Linked DNA regions of Mus musculus: all the other regions are linked to region 4. A link is a contact called in public promoter capture Hi-C data. All regions are on one chromosome and are shown on one strand. The core of a region is the stretch at or near the end of the contact, and the rest is flanking DNA. Distances in the headings are between cores, read along the strand shown. Region 1 holds the start of Dnajc7 (DnaJ heat shock protein family (Hsp40) member C7). Region 2 holds the start of Mllt6 (myeloid/lymphoid or mixed-lineage leukemia; translocated to, 6). Region 3 holds the start of Psmb3 (proteasome (prosome, macropain) subunit, beta type 3). Region 4 holds the start of Thra (thyroid hormone receptor alpha). Region 5 holds the start of Mrpl10 (mitochondrial ribosomal protein L10).

Region 1 (3,295 bases), core at 511-3,010, 1.9 Mb before region 4:
ACAGAGGAAATACAACAAGGTTCATGACAGTTTTGGAGCCAGGAATCCCTAGGGGCTCAGTATTGATTGCAGAGACTAGCCAAATAATGAAGATGTGTGGGAGGCCAGGGACCAAACACCACAATAGCACGCCATTGGTAAGTTTATTACAGGGAAATGACACACTCCATCCACTTTTGCAAGAAAGGTCATTCTCTCGGAAGAGCCAAGGCTTGGCAAAGATGAAACTGAGGATCAGTTAGGAGACTATTTGCAGTCTCTAAGTTTATTGTTTAAGAGTTTGGGATGAAAAGACTTGGGGGATGTGTGGTGTGGGGACAAAAAGCATTGATGACAAGGTTTCAAGCTAAGGGCAGTGGGTCTGTGTGATTTACCCCAGGTTTCATGTTGAACAGATGAACAGAAGAAATCTAACATAAGAAATTCAGGAAGGAAGAAAAAAATTGTTTCCCCCCCCCCCGTTGTTGAAAAATGGGTGAAAAATTAAATTCGTTAATTAAGGCAGTGGTTCTCAACCTGTGTGGGTCATGACTTTTTTTGGCAAACCTCTATCTCCAAAAATATTTACATTACAATTCATAAGAGTAGAAAATTTATAGCTACAAAGTAGCAACAAAAAATAATTTTACGGCTGGGGATCACCATGACAGGAGGAACCATATTAAAGGGTCACAGCATTTCAATTCACTGAGGTCCAGCTATCATTCTCTATCCAGTGGCCCAGGTAGTTTCCACTCCGTCAGTAATGATAAGGACCTACAAATAAGGTTAGGGACTTTGACACACACTTTCCTTAAGGGAAATTTAAATTCCATTGTCTTATTTTCGTTCCTTTTGGCTTTAAATTACAATTTCAAGGTCGTCTCCTCCCCACATTTAACCTCAGAGGGCCTCAATTTAATCCAACACTGTTGTGTGTGGTAGTGGTACTACAAAGATAATTATGCTGTCTTCCCAATCCAGACAACATCTGGCCAGACAAGCGTGCTGGGTAGAGTTTATGAGAAGTAGGAGTACAGGGGACACTGAGGAAAAGGGACCTCACCCCATGAGCTGCCTTATAAACTCCGGGGCAGGGGCTGGCGCGCCATGTCATCCTTTCTAGGCTTAACGCTGAGATGGCACTCCCAAGCGGCTGACATGAAAGCAGCCTCATAAAAGGGTCCGCGTCATTGGGGTGATGAACCAGTTGGTGCTTAGAGATCCGTGGAGGATGAAAGGAGCAGGGTGAAGACGCCCTGCGTTCCCCTCGCTTGGTTGGGCAGGGCTTCCAGGAACTGATGAAGCTGGGGATTGGGCTCAAAGTAGCTCTTCATGCCTTTCCAGGGAGGAAGCTGTGGACACACTGCAAAGTCAGGAAGGTAGTCTTGGGGGGGGCTTTTCTTCCTCAAGTGTCTTGGGGACCCCGTCTCCACCCACCAGGGACTCCCAAGCGTTACCGGAGGCTCTCTAGGATTGCTAGTTGTTATGGCAACCGGGCTGTAGGGATACTGAGGCAAGCTTAGGCCCAGAGAGGCAACCTCCTTCTGTACCCTCCTCCTATTCACGGGTAAAGTGGCGCCCCCTACGCACAGGAACCGTCCCTGGGCCCCCGCCCCAGCGCGGAGACCACCGTGGACCTCCAGGGATGGAAGGCCGCTCTGGCCCCAAGCGGAGCCTCTCGTTGGTAGACGGGCTCGAGGGAGTCCCTCTGGGCGCGGCGCCGCCGAGCGGCTCGATGCTCCGACCGGAAGTGCTCTACACCGTCTGCCTCCCACCCGGCTCTCTGGTCCCGGCGGTAAGATGGCGGCTACCGCGGAGTGCGATGTGGTAATGGCGGCGACCGAGCCTGAACTGCTGGAGGACGAAGACGCCAAGAGGTAACCAACCGGGTGGTAGAGTCATGGAGGAGACGAGCTTGCAGCTCGTGGCTTGGGGCAGGTGGACCCGCCAGCGAGGCAGCCCCCAGATGCAGAGACGATGGCTCTCCTGCAGACACCCCCCGCCCCCATCTGAGCTGGAGTCGACCGAGATCCCTCTGAAGGGGTACACTTAGGGGGTCTGCTGTCCCCTTCTGCTTCCGCCTAGCAGGGAGCTTGAGGCATGGTCTTGTTCTGCCGCGGGGAGGAAGGTGGACTTCATCGTGGAGGCCGGGTTCCCGGGCGGGGGCGGGGGGAAGGGTAGGAACCCCAGAGGTCGGCTGCAGAGTGGGGGAGGCGTCGCGGCGACAATGACGACTTCCTTAACAGAGCCCCGACCTCCGCCCGCTCTGGTTAACTTGTGTGCATTGTTGCCCGTCCTGACTGGTCGTCTCCGAAGCCCGCATTCTCCTCCTCACTTCCCTTTCCTCACTAATGACCCTTAGTGGTCTCTAGTGTGAGGCTGAGAGAATTGGATGCTCACTGTATGGACCTGGTCGCCCCCCACTCCCCGATAGCCGTAGAAGTTAAGAATGGATAGACAGAAGGGCGAATGAGGAGCTTGTCTCTTGCAGTACGGGGGCAGACGCTTCTTCGCCATTCCTCCCAAGAGCATTCTTAAGCTCAAGGAGAACAGCTGTTTAAATGCAGTTGGCACTGCTGGGCAGCTGCAGTGGCTCGGGATTGCTAGTCTGGCCTAGCCTAGGGAGGTGCTGAGTGAGTGGTTTTTCTCGAACACTTGGTGAATTCCGACACCAGCTTAAGAACGGGTTTTCAAAGCGGGGTGGGGTGGGGTGGGGTGGGGGGGTTAGAGTACGCTTGGGAGCGGGCGGGACTTGTTCTGATACCAAAGGTGAACTGATTCTTTTATCAGTAGCATGATTAATTTGATCCTTTTCTTAGGATGGACTACAGTCCCCTTACTCTCCTTCCCTTGTGGTTCATGTTCATACCAAGCCTGTAGGGAATGTCTTCAGGCTGAATAATTTGAACAGAGTCAGTTCAGGAGGTCTAGAAATCAGGATTCTGAGGGGTTTACTGTCCAAGTTAGACTTATAAGCGGTACTCGGAGAGATACGGGGAATATTGTAGTCATCAGGTGTATGGTAGTACCTGACTTGAAAGCTGAGATGCTAGACAAAGTGTAGTTGATCAAGAGCTATCAAGTTTAGCCTTGCCTCCTCCTCCTCCTGTTTGAGTTTCCATGTCATTACAGTGTCTGGAGTTAAGCATCATCCGCTCCTATATAACTTAAGGTATTGCCAAATGAGAACGGAAGCCCCTCGCTAACACAAACAGAGCTTACATTTTATTTTACTTATATTTGGAAAGAATTTAGTGCTTCTTACTGCTATAAATAGGGACTTTGGCTATATGTCATTTGAGGAATCTATCCT
Region 2 (3,050 bases), core at 432-2,931, 1.1 Mb after region 4:
TAACCTGCAGGAGATGCTCAGGTGTAGGGGAGAGGAAAGGGAGAGGGGCTGGACTCACCACCCTGGCTGCACGCTCCTGAGATTCACATTTCCTGCAGAACCAGGGTCCTGTTGGCACCTGGACGATGCCATAGCAAGCTAAGGGTGGGGGAAGGAGACTCACTGAGCAAAGCCATCAGCCAATGGTTCCCCCCCCCACAGAGTAACTGGGGGCAGGCAGGGAAGAGACCCAGCCTACTAAAGCCAGCCCAGTAGGTGGGGCTGCTCCCCAGACCCGGGATCACTCAATGGAACAGGACTACAAGAAATGTCCAACCGCATAGAGCCAGCCTTCAATCACACAACCAAGCATTTCAAACAGGGGCAAAAAGTCTGACAGAGTCCTTGACCTTAAACTTCCAAAGATCCTCCATTCTCATCCCACCCCTCTCCCTTTTTTCTGGACCTGAATTCCTCCCCCTCCCCCCCCCCCCCCCCCGCCGCCTCTGCCCTGACCAGTCCCCTAGGCACCAGAACAAGAAATAGTCATGATTGTAACACGTTTTGTTGTTATGAGGGGAGGGGGGGTGCTTCTTAAAGGGCCAGTAAGGGATAAGCCAAGGAAGTCGGGGGTTCAAGGACCTCATCTTCTGCCTCTGTCACACGTACAGGTCAAAAGTGAAAACAGAGGGCAGGTGCGGGGCAGGTACCCAGAGGAGAGTGGCGGGAAAGGCCCGCAGCCACAGCATTAAGGGTTGTCTTGGGAAGGGGGGTGGTGGTGGTTGCCTGTGCCAGACAGGCGGAGATGCCAGCCTGCGCCCTCGGCAAGATTCCTTAAGGAGTTAACTCCCGAACCATGTGCGGCGGCAGGGGGAAACTCCAAACCTCTCTCTCCTCCATTCCGGCCCCCTGTAAAACCGCTCTCCCAGCCTCAGCTCTTCCCCGGAGGGTTTCAGGATCCCTTCTCCCGTGGGACCCTTCTCCTCCCTTCCCAATTCCGCTCCTCCCAGTATCCGGAAGCGAAGGGGGATGACCCCCCCTTGACCTCTTCCTCCCGGAGCGGGAACCAAAATAAACCGGGCGGGAGGGGGGGTTACCTCGCAGGTAAACATTCCCGGGACAGCCCTGACACCGGCGGTGCGGGGCTCAGGGAGTTCACTCCTTGCGCCCTGGACTCTCCCCAAAACTCCTTCAACTTGGGGTGGGGGGCGCGGGACTGAACAATAGGCAAGAAAACAATGCCTGACCCGGTCCTGGAGGACCAGGCTGGGGATGGGGGGGAGCCCACGCCGCCTTTCGCTTCAGGTGGGTGGGGGAGGGGCAGGCGCCCCAGGAGGGCTCCGGAGGGCGCGGCCGAGGGCACCCCGTGCGCGCGCCGCCCCGGGGTCCCGCAGCTCCCCCCCCCCCGCCGGCCGTCTCCCCCCTCCCCTTACCTTGGTGGACGGCCACGCTGCACGCGTGCCCATCGCAGTAGACCAGCGGGTTTTCGGCCCAGCCCCTCTCGTCCGAACATACGCAGCAGCCTCCTACCATCTCCTTCATACTCCCATGAGCTCCCTCCGGGGCTGGGGCTGGGGGCCGGCCGGCGGGGGTCGGGGGTCAGGGGGGGAGGGAGGGAGCGGGGGCCGCGCGCCTCCTCGCCCCCTCCTCCGCCGCCGCCGCCGCCGCTTCTTTTCTTTGCCTCCTCCTTCCTCCTCCTCGGCGTCCTCCTCCTCCTCCTCGCTCGCTCTGTCTGGCCGCCCCCCCCGCCGTGCTCTCGCCCTCATGCCCCGACGGGCCCCCCCCCCCCAACAATGAGACTCGCGCGCCGCGCTCCCCTTCCGCGCCGCTCGCCGGCTACCAGAGCCGCCCGGCCGCGGTGCAAGCAGGGCCCGGCGGGGGAGGCGCCGAGTGGCACATCGCGGGCGCCCGCCCGCCCCGCGCCGCCCGCTCACGCGCCGCCCCCCCGGCCCCCCTGCCCGGCCGCGGCAGCCATGGCCGCGCGCCTCCGCTCGCTCGCTCGCTCCCGGCCCGCCCGCCGCCGGGTAAAGTCTTAGGTTCAGGGAACAAAGCCTGGCTTGGTAGGGAGCTTTTCGCTCGTGCGCTCAGTGCAGCTTTCCCCGTCTTTTCTTTTTCCCTTTATGACTCTAGGTGGGTAGTTCCCGAGTCCTCCCCTCCGTGTCACACTTTGGGTCTCCGGTCTCCCATCCCCCTTCTCTGGGTGTTCTTCAACCCTAGGGAAATCTAGGGAAGATGAAAAAAACCAGGGCTCTTAAAAAGAACTGGAGCGATGTTAAACCATTTACCCGTGCTTGTTCTTGGAATGGGAATGGTGTCTCTGGATGGCAGCTCATGGGTGCTGTCCCTGGAGGTCACTCTGGAGGGTAGACAATGCCACGTGTAAACTTTTACTTACTTTACAAATCTTTTTTGTTAGTTTGAGACAGGATCACCAGTAGCTCCGGTTAGCCTCGAACTCACCACTTAGTGAAGGATGACCTTGAACTCCCAATTCTGCCTCTGCCACCAAAGTGCTAGAGTAAAGGCGTGCACCACCACGCCCCGCACAAAAATTTGTTGAATGCTAGAGTCGGCTGCGCGCCAGAGTAGAGGTATTCCTGCCCTCCAGGAACTTCCCTTTGAAGTCTTCAATGTCAAGGTCTCTAGGCACCTTAGGGGTACAATGAGGTACCCCACCTTAATTCAAGATCTCTGTTCTAAGTCGTAACTCCACCCCTAGCCTCAGGGCGTGCCTTGCGTTTTAAAGTGAGTAAAGCTGCCTCGGAAGTGCTTGCCAACAGAATCACGCCTTGACTTCTGGGCAGGTATAGAATCACAGTAGCGTACAAAAACGCACCACGAAGGATTAAAGTCCCCGAAATTGGGTCTAGGGTTTGATGGAAAGCGACCCAAGACTTCCCCCAGACTGGTATAAGCCCAAAGACGAGATCTGATTCCCCTTTTTTCTTTGCAAGGGGAAAGACGGCGCCCCCACAGGGACCAAAGGTCAAATACCCCCTCAGCGGGAGGTTGGGTGGCAGAGGGGAGAAGGCAGCCCTGGGGGCTTCATCCACACTTCAAAGACCTCTAGG
Region 3 (3,174 bases), core at 162-2,661, 1.0 Mb after region 4:
GGAAAGGCAAAACCAACTTCTGCAAGCTGTCCTCTGACCTTCACACAGGGCTGTGGAACCCGGGCATACAAACAATAAAATGATAATAATAATAATAATAAATGTAGAGGCTGGAGAGATGGCTCAGGCATGAAGAGCACTGACTGCTCTTCCAGCTTTCTATCCCCAGCACCCACATGGTGGCTCACAACCACCTGTAATTCAAGCTGGGTCATGAGGGTTGCTGGGGGGGAAGGTTGTCCAACAATCTCTTCTAGCCTCTGCAGTCACTGCACACATGTGGTGCACAGACACACATACACGTAAAATAATAATCAATGAATTGTGTTTTTAAAGTTCCCACCACCAACCACAGCGATCAGAACCAGCACACTGGGGCCATCACAGACAACCCGTTTCCCCTCTCAGACCCTCCCATCACTCAAATCACATAAGCACTGTCAACTAGGTAAGTAAAGTGGGCAGTTAAAACCCAACAGCTCATCATGGTTAGTTATCGTTCGGTATGTCTGCTTTGCCAGCCGCCTACTGGTTTAGCGAGTGCCCACGGTCTTTAGAAAGACCTACAGTAGGATTCTGGCTGACGTTCATTACTGTGCATCTTGAAGGAAGGTCTCAATTTTTTTTTCAATTGCAGAATGAGACGGCTCGCCAGTAATATTAAGACGGTGATTAAGGGACTCCCTAACAAAAATGCTTCTTCACAAAGAGCAGAGCACAAGGTAATGCCAGAAAAACATAGGTTAGGACCCATCTCCGTAACGCTGTGGTGTTCAGCTGAGTCTCACACTCAATCGTGGCTTTTGGCAGATGGCTGATATCGGGCTGCTCAACGAAGAAACCTGGGTGAAGGTGGGGCTGGAGACACTTACACTGTCTGGACGTCAGTGGCCAGGCCGGCCAGGCCTATGTAGAGCCTGTCACCCATGGGAAAGATCTTCTGGAAGTCCGTGGTCACCATCTGGGCCTGGATCCCGAAACGTCTGTCTGCAGCGATGGCCACACAGTTCTTTCCCTTCATGGCCATGACGGCCCCTCCATTATAGGACATAATAGACTGGGGACAAACAAATCAAGGGGCTCAGTTCGTGGAGCTAAGTGGGACCATAACCTTCACATCAGTTCTGGTCCCCAAAGCTCATATACCCGTGCCCTCCACTCCGGAGGAGCCAGGACGCCAGGAGCTCCAGCCCTGAGATGGGCCCGGTGGGGCACCCAGGAACCGCACTCATCTGCACGGTACTCCCATGTGCATTCTACTGACCACCAGGCTCTCCCCGTCCCGAACCCAAGCACTACTCGTCCTTGCTTTCAGTTCCCATCCCAGACTCCTTTCCTTACTCCCCGATCTCACCATGATTGCGCTGGAGTGGAAGCCCGATCCCCACAGCGTTGCCTGCAAACCGGCTCTGGCTTTCTCAGGGTCAACGCTCTTGCCGAATCCTCCCCATTGGCTGGCGGGCCGACTCGGATTGACTAGTTCAGCTTTCTATTGGACACTCATGCCGTCAGTCACAAATATGCATAGTTTGGTTGAGACACCAAAACGGAGGTATGGAAAGCGGAAAGTGAAAAGTCACTGTGAGTGCGGAAGAGCCTACGGTCCGGGGCATGTTGGGATCTTGGCGGACCTGGAGTTCGGGCCATCCCGTTTAGGGGCGGAGTTTGCAACACGTGGGCTTGGGACAGGCCTTGTGGGGCTGGTGCTGTAAGCAGAGTAGGTAAGCTGGCGCTTACCGTGGTGCTGCAGGAGTTAGGCATTTTACTCAAGCTACCCGACTTCCAGTGTTCATTCACAAATCCTTACTGTTCACCGGGATTTTTGCAGGCGCCAATTAACCTATCGGCACCGAGTATACCGAAGGCGCCCATTCTTTGCAGAATGGGAAGATCGTGCCGAGGGTTCGTGCTAGGAGGGTTTAGTTCCAGAATGGAGCTTTTGTTTTGTTTTACGGGAGTGAGCTACAGGTTGTTCAGCGTTTGGAGTCTCTCACTCCCAATCCCTGCTGGCCGACAGACGTAGCCCTAAGTCTCTGTTCACTCTACAAAGGAACGTTCTGTGCCACATCCTAGACACTGACCGAGGATAGCCTGGGCCAACGGCTCCAGGGCAGCCCAGGTGGGACGTGTGCATCCCTTGCTTTCCCTTCCCTTGCACAACCACTGTTCCCTCCGCCACAGCCTCGATTCGCTGTTCTTCGAGATCAGATTTTGTTCCGCTGGGTTTCTAAGCTACTGTAACTGCTTGCGTCGTGACTGGTCTTGCGCCATATCGGCTCAGTACTATTGACTCGGCTCTCTGCCTCACAAACAACTGTCACCGTCTCTGTGGCGCAATCGGTTAGCGCGTTCGGCTGTTAACCGAAAGGTTGGTGGTTCGAGCCCACCCAGGGACGGTCTCGGCCTTTTTTTTTTTTTTTTAAATCGCAAATGCTCCAAAGCCACATTCGGTACCGAGGTACCAGAAGCAATAATTGTGATACACCAACCCAGATGGTCACTGTATTTAGAAATCCGTCTATGGTCAGTGAATGGATCTATCCCTAACGTCTCCTCACCACCTCTCACTATTCTTTCTCCCAATCAGGATGACAGAAAGGCAAAGCCAAGTTTCTGTCTCACTGCCATGTTTAACAATGCAATTTTCCTTGGATTAAGAATAAATTTTGCTGCGGAGGTTGGACAGCTTCCCATTGTCTGCATCAGTGGACGATAGCAACTTGAAAGAGGAAATCTGTCCCGGTGGATGGAAACAGTCAGGAAAAAAACCACAGGAACAAAGTGAGGGATAAAAGAGTGGAAGGAGGAAGAACCTAGCTGTGATCTACAGAGAAAGGCATACCATGAGGGGGCCTAAGTAGACAGTGCGGAAGATGGGGAAATAAATACAGAGATCAACAAAGGGCATCGTTTGCAAGAGGGAGAGGTGTAAGGGACACAGAAGTAAAGCTACACAAAAGCAAGAAGGAACGACTCTCTCTAACTAGTGCCACCATTTAAAAGGGATTTTCTCCTTGCTCTTGTTTCCGATGGCAACAGATGCCCGTTGGTCCTTGCCTTGATGTTCTGGGTTCCTGTTCTCTGGGAACCTCTGATTTCTGACTGCTCACTACGTGTGGCAATCAACTAGAGGACAGGGTAAGCTACAGACTTGGTGGAAAATAAGCGCTCTTC
Region 4 (3,039 bases), core at 129-2,628:
CACTCTGCAGTGGAGGCCTGCCTCTTCCCTTGTCCCCATGTGGGTGTGTCCAGCAGCTCCTGTCCTTGAATCTGCCTGGATGTCCCCGAGTGAGCATGTAGCTGTCTGTGTAGGCATATCTGTTGTCTGCATGTCACCTTTGCCTCCCCCTTCATCTTGGACAATGGCCCCCTTCATCCCCTCCCCCTCCTGGGTCCAGAGCCAGCATTCAGGGGCAGGCCTCCCGTCTCCCTGGCTTTCCTTCTGTGTGCTCCCCCCTCCAGTCCCTAAAATGGGTGGCTCTCTTCATTGCCTCTGACATCTTCCCAGGCCTTCTTTTCACACTGGACAAGGGAGGGCCCAAGATAGAAAAGGGGCACCAGAGACACGTTGCAAGGGAGGGAAACGGGGAGCATGCACGCGCGCGCGCGCGGACACACACACACACACACACACACACACACACACACACACAGAACACGGGTCCATTTCTTCCTCTCTTCCCCAACCACAGGCCAACAATTCTCCTAATCATCTAGGGACCATCAAGTACACCCCCACTACTACAAGCTCACACTCCCCCCACCCCACCCCACCCGCCGCGTTTTTGCAATTAGGAGTGTTGCAACCAGAAAGCCATGCTCAACTGGAGAGGTGGGGAGGGGAGGGGGGCTTCTCTCTCCTCCAGCCCATGCAAGCCCCTCCACCCTGCCGCACCCACATTGCCCTTCCTAGCTAGAGACAGCTTTGCAAAGGCCATTCGGTCTCTTTGGCTGGGGGGGTGGGGGGACACGACAAGCTTCTGGCACACCGTAAACAAACCGCGGCGGGGCGGGCGGGGGAGCCTCGGCAGGCAGCGGGGCCCAACCCGGGAATGCGCAGCAGACCGGCCGGACAGAGGCCGGGGCGGGCCCTCGAAGGGGAGGCCCAGACGCCATCTCCCTGGGCGAACCCCGGGGCCCACCGACCACTTAACAGCACCTTCTTTCCCCAGGGCGTAAGTGGCTAGCTCTCGGGCTGTGACAGGGTCACCCGGGCGCCGGAAAAGACTGAGGTCGGCGGCGGGAACCCCCTGGGCGCCCCCAGCCCGCCTCCAAGCTGGCCAGAGACCCGCGGCTTTGCATAATCAATCGCGATGCATTTGCATATTAATGCCCCCTTGCTCCCTCCTCCTTACCTCGGCTTGGCGCGCTGGTCCGAGCTGAGCAACGACGCGGGGGTCTCAGCGCCCCGTGCCGGGGGCGTCCATGGGGGGCCGGTGGGGCCCGGGCCGCCCGCCTCCAGCGCCGGGGTGTGAGTGCGAGTGAGCGCGGGGGGGCGGGGGGCGAGTGTGGCGGCCCCGCGGCTCCTCCGGCAGAGGCGGCGGCCGCTCTGGCTCCTCCCTCCCCCGCCCCGCTCCGGCTGGGGCTCCAGCTCCGCGCGCCCGGCCGGCTCGCGGCTGCTCCCTGCAGGCCGCCTCGCAGTCGCCGGTCCCCGCCCCTCGCCCCCCGCCGCTCCCCAGCTCCTGGCCGGCCGCCCCGCAGCCCCTCTACCGCCTTGGCCCCTACCAGGCTCAGACTCGCCCACCTCACCCCCGCCCCCCCTACGGCTCCATCCAGGAGCGACGGTCGGTGACACGTTTTGAGAAAGATGTCATTTTCAAATAAAATAGCTTTCATTTGCGAGGAGAATTGGGGGAGGGGGGTTCTGGTTTGCACCCTGGGGTAGGGGGAGAAGGACCGAGGAGATCACTGCACCTTATAAATCCGGGAGGAAGTCCAGATACCAAACGCTAAGGGTAGTTTCAGAGTTCGGGTCCCTTCTTTGCGAACAACTCCCTGTGTGACCTTGAACACATTACAGCATCCAGGGTAAGAGCACAAAATCCAAAGGTTGGACAGGTTACTTCTGAAATCCTCCTAACTTCAACCATCCTATTTCTAGCCGTTTTGGAGGCTCGTTCCACATTGTGCCTCCTCTCTCGTTTCTAACATTAATGCTGAATCCACTGTCTCCTCTTGCAAACGTCTCTGTTCTCCATGGAAGCTCTTTCTAGTCACTGCCCACCAGCCATTCCCCAACAATATACTCCTATACTAAGCTTGGGGAATGGGGGTGGACAAGACTCGCTACAGCCCCTTATCTCCCAGCTTCTCAGAGGTGATATTTCCTCTCCTGTGTATACCATCAAAATCCAAATGGTTCAAGGGCCAATCTAAGCAACAGAGTGGCTGCAAATAGGTGGACTCCTTTTCTCAAAGGAGAGGTCTCCATGCCAGTTCCGGACCCTTGCGCGCGCACGCGCGCGCACGTGCGCCAACCACACACACAAAACACACAACACACACACACACACACACATACACACACACACCTGCATTCGTGGACATAAAACCCTGCCAGTGACGCCAGAGCCCCTTTCATCTTGGGATCTACTACCGCCAGGCAGAGGTCTAATTACCCTAGCACCCCCCTCTGGCCCCGCCGGTTCCCCCGCTATCATTAGCCCAGTTTTACCAGCGGGGGCCATAGCCTTCCCACGGCTCCCAGGGCGGAGCCCTGCCTCCACAGCCTGCTCTTGGGGAGGAGCCAGAGAGTGTGTCTGGGGAGCTGCTCTTCTAACCGTTCAGTTCATACTGGATAGAATCGTTTGCTGAGTGGGTTGCTGACCAACAGTCTCTCCAAGTTGGGCTGCCCTTGCACATCTTAGTTCCAGCCACCTACATCCTGAGCCAATGGACTCACTTCTCTTACAAGGGGTTTTAAGGGTTTACAAGGGATGAGGAGAAGGGAGAATGCCTCTCGTGGGGCTCCCGATAGGGAAGGGACAGGAAGCTGGATGAGGGAGGAACGAAGTGGAAGCCTACGGTTACTGGGGATGGCAAGGGGGACTGAAGGACACACACAATGGTTGAAAGAAGCCTGCACTGTACAGCGGCAGCTGCAGTGGGGAAATTGAGGCTCCAGTGTGCAGAGTCAGCAAACAGTAAATGAACCAGCTCAGTCCCGGCTCCCAGCGGACATGCAACAGCTGTAGTGTAGAGAAGGCTGCAGTGTGCTCTCAGTGCACTGAGGCACCAG
Region 5 (3,310 bases), core at 249-2,748, 1.7 Mb after region 4:
AGACACCAACATCTGCTTTGTGTGGGAGTGCACATACTTTCCTGCCTGCCCTAAACCTATAAAATTTGAAACTCGGTGGTGGGGTCCAAAAAGTTGTATTTTAATAAACTCTTCCCGTGCTAATGATGGCTTCATCCCACGGCTCTGAGGCTCCTATGACTTGAAGCAAGTAGGGGGTAAAAACACAACAACCTCACAATTCGCCCAAAGGAGTCTTTCTTCAGGTCAGATGGTGAATACCTGAAATCCGAGTTCAAGATCAGCCTCACTAATGAGACCCTGACTCAAACTGCAAAACTAAGGCCTGCGAGACGACTAATCCAGTGCAATAAATGCACTTCCCACCAACTCTGACAACCTAAACACAACCCTTGGAATCCCCCTATGATGGAGAAAAGAAAAAGAGGCACGCAAGCTGCCTTCTGACCTTTTTGTGCCCAATAGCACAAAATGATGATAATAGGAAAAGCTTGGAAGGTCCCCTCTGCACCCAAGGACATTCTTCAAAGCTCTGAGCCAACGTGACTCTTTCAACCCTAACATAAAGACCAATAGCGTCGTTTTGTAGGGAAAAGATCAGCTAGAAGACTCCAGGTAATATAGAGGATTGCCAGGGTGAGAGGTTTTATGGTTAAGGGCCACAAGAGCTGTTACGAGTGCCTTTGGGATGAGATGGGGCTGGAGAGATGGCTCAGCGGTTAAGAGCACTGACTGCTCTTCCAGAGGTCCCGAGTTCAATTCCCAGCAACCGCATGGTGGCTCACAACCATCTGTAATGAGATTTGATGCCCTCTTCTGATGTGTCTGAAGACAGCAACAGTGTACTCACTTACAGAAAGTAAATACTTCTTTAAAAAATAAAAATAATGCCTTCCTCCCAAGGTGCCTTTGCTTTGAAGCAATGAGTACAATCCTACAGTATGGTGTCAAATTTACCCATTAAATGCCTGATGCCTATTAACAGCAGACACCACAGCTGAGATGGACACAGTGAAGTTTAACAGATCAGACGAGACACGTGCATAAACAAAACTAGACTGAATTGATAAAAGTAAATTTCACCAAAGAACCTGCTCTTTATGGAGAGAGGGTAGTTGAGAGAAGACTTGAATCTGTGTTTGGGCTAAGACCTTAAGAAGGAATACATAAATTTTCTGGAAAGGACTCTCCGGGACCAGGAGTAAGAACTGAGCGAAGGGTTAGAAAAATCCAAAGCGAGGTCCTGTGATTCCCGGCTTGGGGGGAGGGGCTGTGGAAGGGATGTCACCGGCAGGTAATGACCCAGTCAAATCAGAGATCCGGCTAGTGGCAGGGTCTCCTAGAGCTGTCGACGGTCAGAGATTACGGGAAAGGTCAGAAGGAAAGGAGGGTGGCGAGGGCTAGAGAGCGCCATCCTGCGTGCAGGGAGGCCCTGGGCCACTCCTTACCCGCCCGGGGCGGGAGACCTCCACGGAGGATCCCGGCCACCGCCGCAGCCATCGCTACAGGAAGTTCCCATGCGCGCTGCGCGGAGACGGAAGTAGCTAAGGATTGTGGGGCAGCAGTAAAAAAAAAAAAAAAAAAAAAAAAAAAACAAAAACCCGGGCCCGGAAATAGTGGGCGTGGCGCCTGATAGGGCCGCTATGCGCATGCGTGGAGCTGGGCCTCTTTCTCCTCTTCCCCCCCTCCCCCCGTTCCGTCAGACCTGGCGTCCAGTCTCCTAGCAACGACGCGAGACCTCAAGGAACGGTTCTTTCTATTCCTTCTGGTCCTTTCAGTTTAAGGCCAGTAAAGCCACGCTACACACCTCTAACTCCAGATCCTTCGTTCCCATTTACTCCTATTTTCCACCGCACCCCCAATAATTCTCAGAACCCCCTGCCCTTGTCTCCTCAGTCTTCCCTCCAACCTGGGTTCAACCAGCCCAACCGTCTAAGCTTCTCTGCTCGCCTTCGTCCATCTACCTGCCTCAAGCAGCCGCTGTTTATTTTAGATCATGCCAGGAGACGAGCAGGAAGGTGAGTTGACAGAACAGTTGGGCAACAGTGAGGTCGGTCGGGTTTCCAAAAAAAAAAAAAAAAAAAAAAAAAAATGAACCCAAGGCGACAAAAGGCTCATCTTTCCCCAGCTAAGAAAGCTGCCCAGAGAACCGAGGAAGGTGTCCACATTACTGAAGCCCTTATCACCAAGCGGAACCTGACCTTCCCTGGAGATGAAGACCTGTCAGAAAAGATGTGAGTGGACAGGAGAGAAAGGGGTGATAGAAGGCGGGAACAGTGACGTCCAGGTTGCTGAGCTGTACTGACTTTGAAACTTTCTCTCCTTACTTACTCCACTTACTAATCAGTATTACTTTCCGGTTGGTTTTTTTACTTTTTTTTTTGTTTTGTTTTGTTTTGTTTTTTTCGGGACAGGGTTTCTCTGTGTAGCCCTGGCTGTCCTGGAACTCACTCTGTAGACCAGGCTGTCCTGGAAATCAGTAATCCACCTGCCAATGCCTCACAAGTGCTGGGATTAAAGGCGTGCGCCACCACCACCCAGCGGTTTTTACTTCTTGAAGACGATTTTTTTCATACATCCTCAGCTGCCTTGGAGGTCACTACCTCACCTCTTAGCAAACTTCAAAATTCTCCGCCCAGTTCCCAGTCTGGCCTTCCCATACTGCTGTTACACCATTGATTGTTATAAATGATAAATCTAATTACTCCCTGGTAGAAACTTCCTCAACAACCTACTACAGCCAGAGTAAAATCCAAATAGCATTAACCAACCTTATTTACAGCTACATTCTGCAAGTGTGCAATTCCTCATACCATGTTCTTTTTTTCTTTTCTTTCTTTTCTTTCTTTTTTTTTTCTTTGGTTGTTTTTTGTTTTTGTTTTTTTTCCGAGACAGGGTTTCTCTGTGTATCCCTGGCTGTCCTGGAACTCACTTTGTAGACCAGGCTGGCCTCGAACTCAGAAATCCGCCTGCCTCTGCCTCCCGAGTGCTGGGATTAAAGGCATGCACCACCATGCCCGGCTTCTTTTTTTTTTTTTAACATTCTTTTTTTTTATTATGTGTACAATTCATTCCAGCCTCCATGTCAGAAGAGGGCACTAGATCCCATCAAAGATAGTTATGAGCCACCATGTGGTTGCTGAGAATTGAACTCAGGACCTCTGGAAGAGCAGCCAGTGATGCTCTCAGCCTCTGAGCCCTCTCTCCAGCACTCATACCATGCATAGTCTTGCTTGGCATCGCCTGAGAGCTTGCCTTGTTAGAAATGAATTTCCACTGGGGATATAGCTCACTGGACACAACCACATAACCTAACTAACACACGCTAACA

What was found. Promoter capture Hi-C pulls out the DNA fragments that hold promoters and counts their contacts.
Region 1: a contact with region 4 is called in a promoter capture Hi-C map of hippocampal neurons, with 5 times the contacts expected there. The contact joins the promoter of Dnajc7 here to the promoter of Thra in region 4. A contact is called at or near these places in 4 of 39 promoter capture datasets (cranial neural crest, embryonic stem cells, hippocampal neurons and 1 more) and 1 of 115 datasets of contacts at active chromatin or transcription factors (astrocytes).
Region 2: a contact with region 4 is called in a promoter capture Hi-C map of liver, with 2.7 times the contacts expected there. The contact joins the promoter of Mllt6 here to the promoter of Thra in region 4. A contact is called at or near these places in 5 of 39 promoter capture datasets (the C10 cell line, hippocampal neurons, liver and 1 more).
Region 3: a promoter capture Hi-C map of pre-B cells shows a contact between it and region 4, with 5 times the contacts expected there. The contact joins the promoter of Psmb3 here to the promoter of Thra in region 4. A contact is called at or near these places in 3 of 39 promoter capture datasets (hippocampal neurons, liver and pre-B cells) and 1 of 115 datasets of contacts at active chromatin or transcription factors (forebrain).
Region 5: a promoter capture Hi-C map of pre-B cells shows a contact between it and region 4, with 3 times the contacts expected there. The contact joins the promoter of Mrpl10 here to the promoter of Thra in region 4. A contact is called at or near these places in 2 of 39 promoter capture datasets (liver and pre-B cells).

The regions. Positions count from the first base shown.
Region 1 is chr11:100,618,092-100,621,386 of GRCm38.p6, reverse strand. It overlaps Dnajc7 (DnaJ heat shock protein family (Hsp40) member C7), which reads left to right and starts at 1,760. Exons shown (of 14, transcript NM_019795.5): 1 at 1,760-1,859. The coding sequence starts at 1,783. It also overlaps a transcript of Nkiras2 not described here.
Region 2 is chr11:97,662,043-97,665,092 of GRCm38.p6, reverse strand. It overlaps Mllt6 (myeloid/lymphoid or mixed-lineage leukemia; translocated to, 6), which reads right to left and starts at 1,681. Exons shown (of 20, transcript NM_139311.2): 1 at 1,413-1,681; 2 at 59-138. The coding sequence starts at 1,521.
Region 3 is chr11:97,701,671-97,704,844 of GRCm38.p6, reverse strand. It overlaps Psmb3 (proteasome (prosome, macropain) subunit, beta type 3), which reads right to left and starts at 1,411. Exons shown (of 6, transcript NM_011971.4): 1 at 1,355-1,411; 2 at 873-1,057. The coding sequence starts at 1,357. It overlaps n-TNgtt8 (a tRNA gene), which reads left to right and starts at 2,323; the gene lies at 2,323-2,396. It also overlaps a transcript of Pcgf2 not described here.
Region 4 is chr11:98,740,124-98,743,162 of GRCm38.p6, reverse strand. Thra (thyroid hormone receptor alpha) reads right to left here and starts at 1,378. Exons shown (of 10, transcript NM_001313983.1): 1 at 1,157-1,378.
Region 5 is chr11:97,039,770-97,043,079 of GRCm38.p6, reverse strand. Mrpl10 (mitochondrial ribosomal protein L10) reads right to left here and starts at 1,498. Exons shown (of 5, transcript NM_026154.3): 1 at 1,428-1,498. The coding sequence starts at 1,479. It overlaps Lrrc46 (leucine rich repeat containing 46), which reads left to right and starts at 1,711. Exons shown (of 8, transcript NM_027026.2): 1 at 1,711-1,997; 2 at 2,108-2,213. The coding sequence starts at 1,976.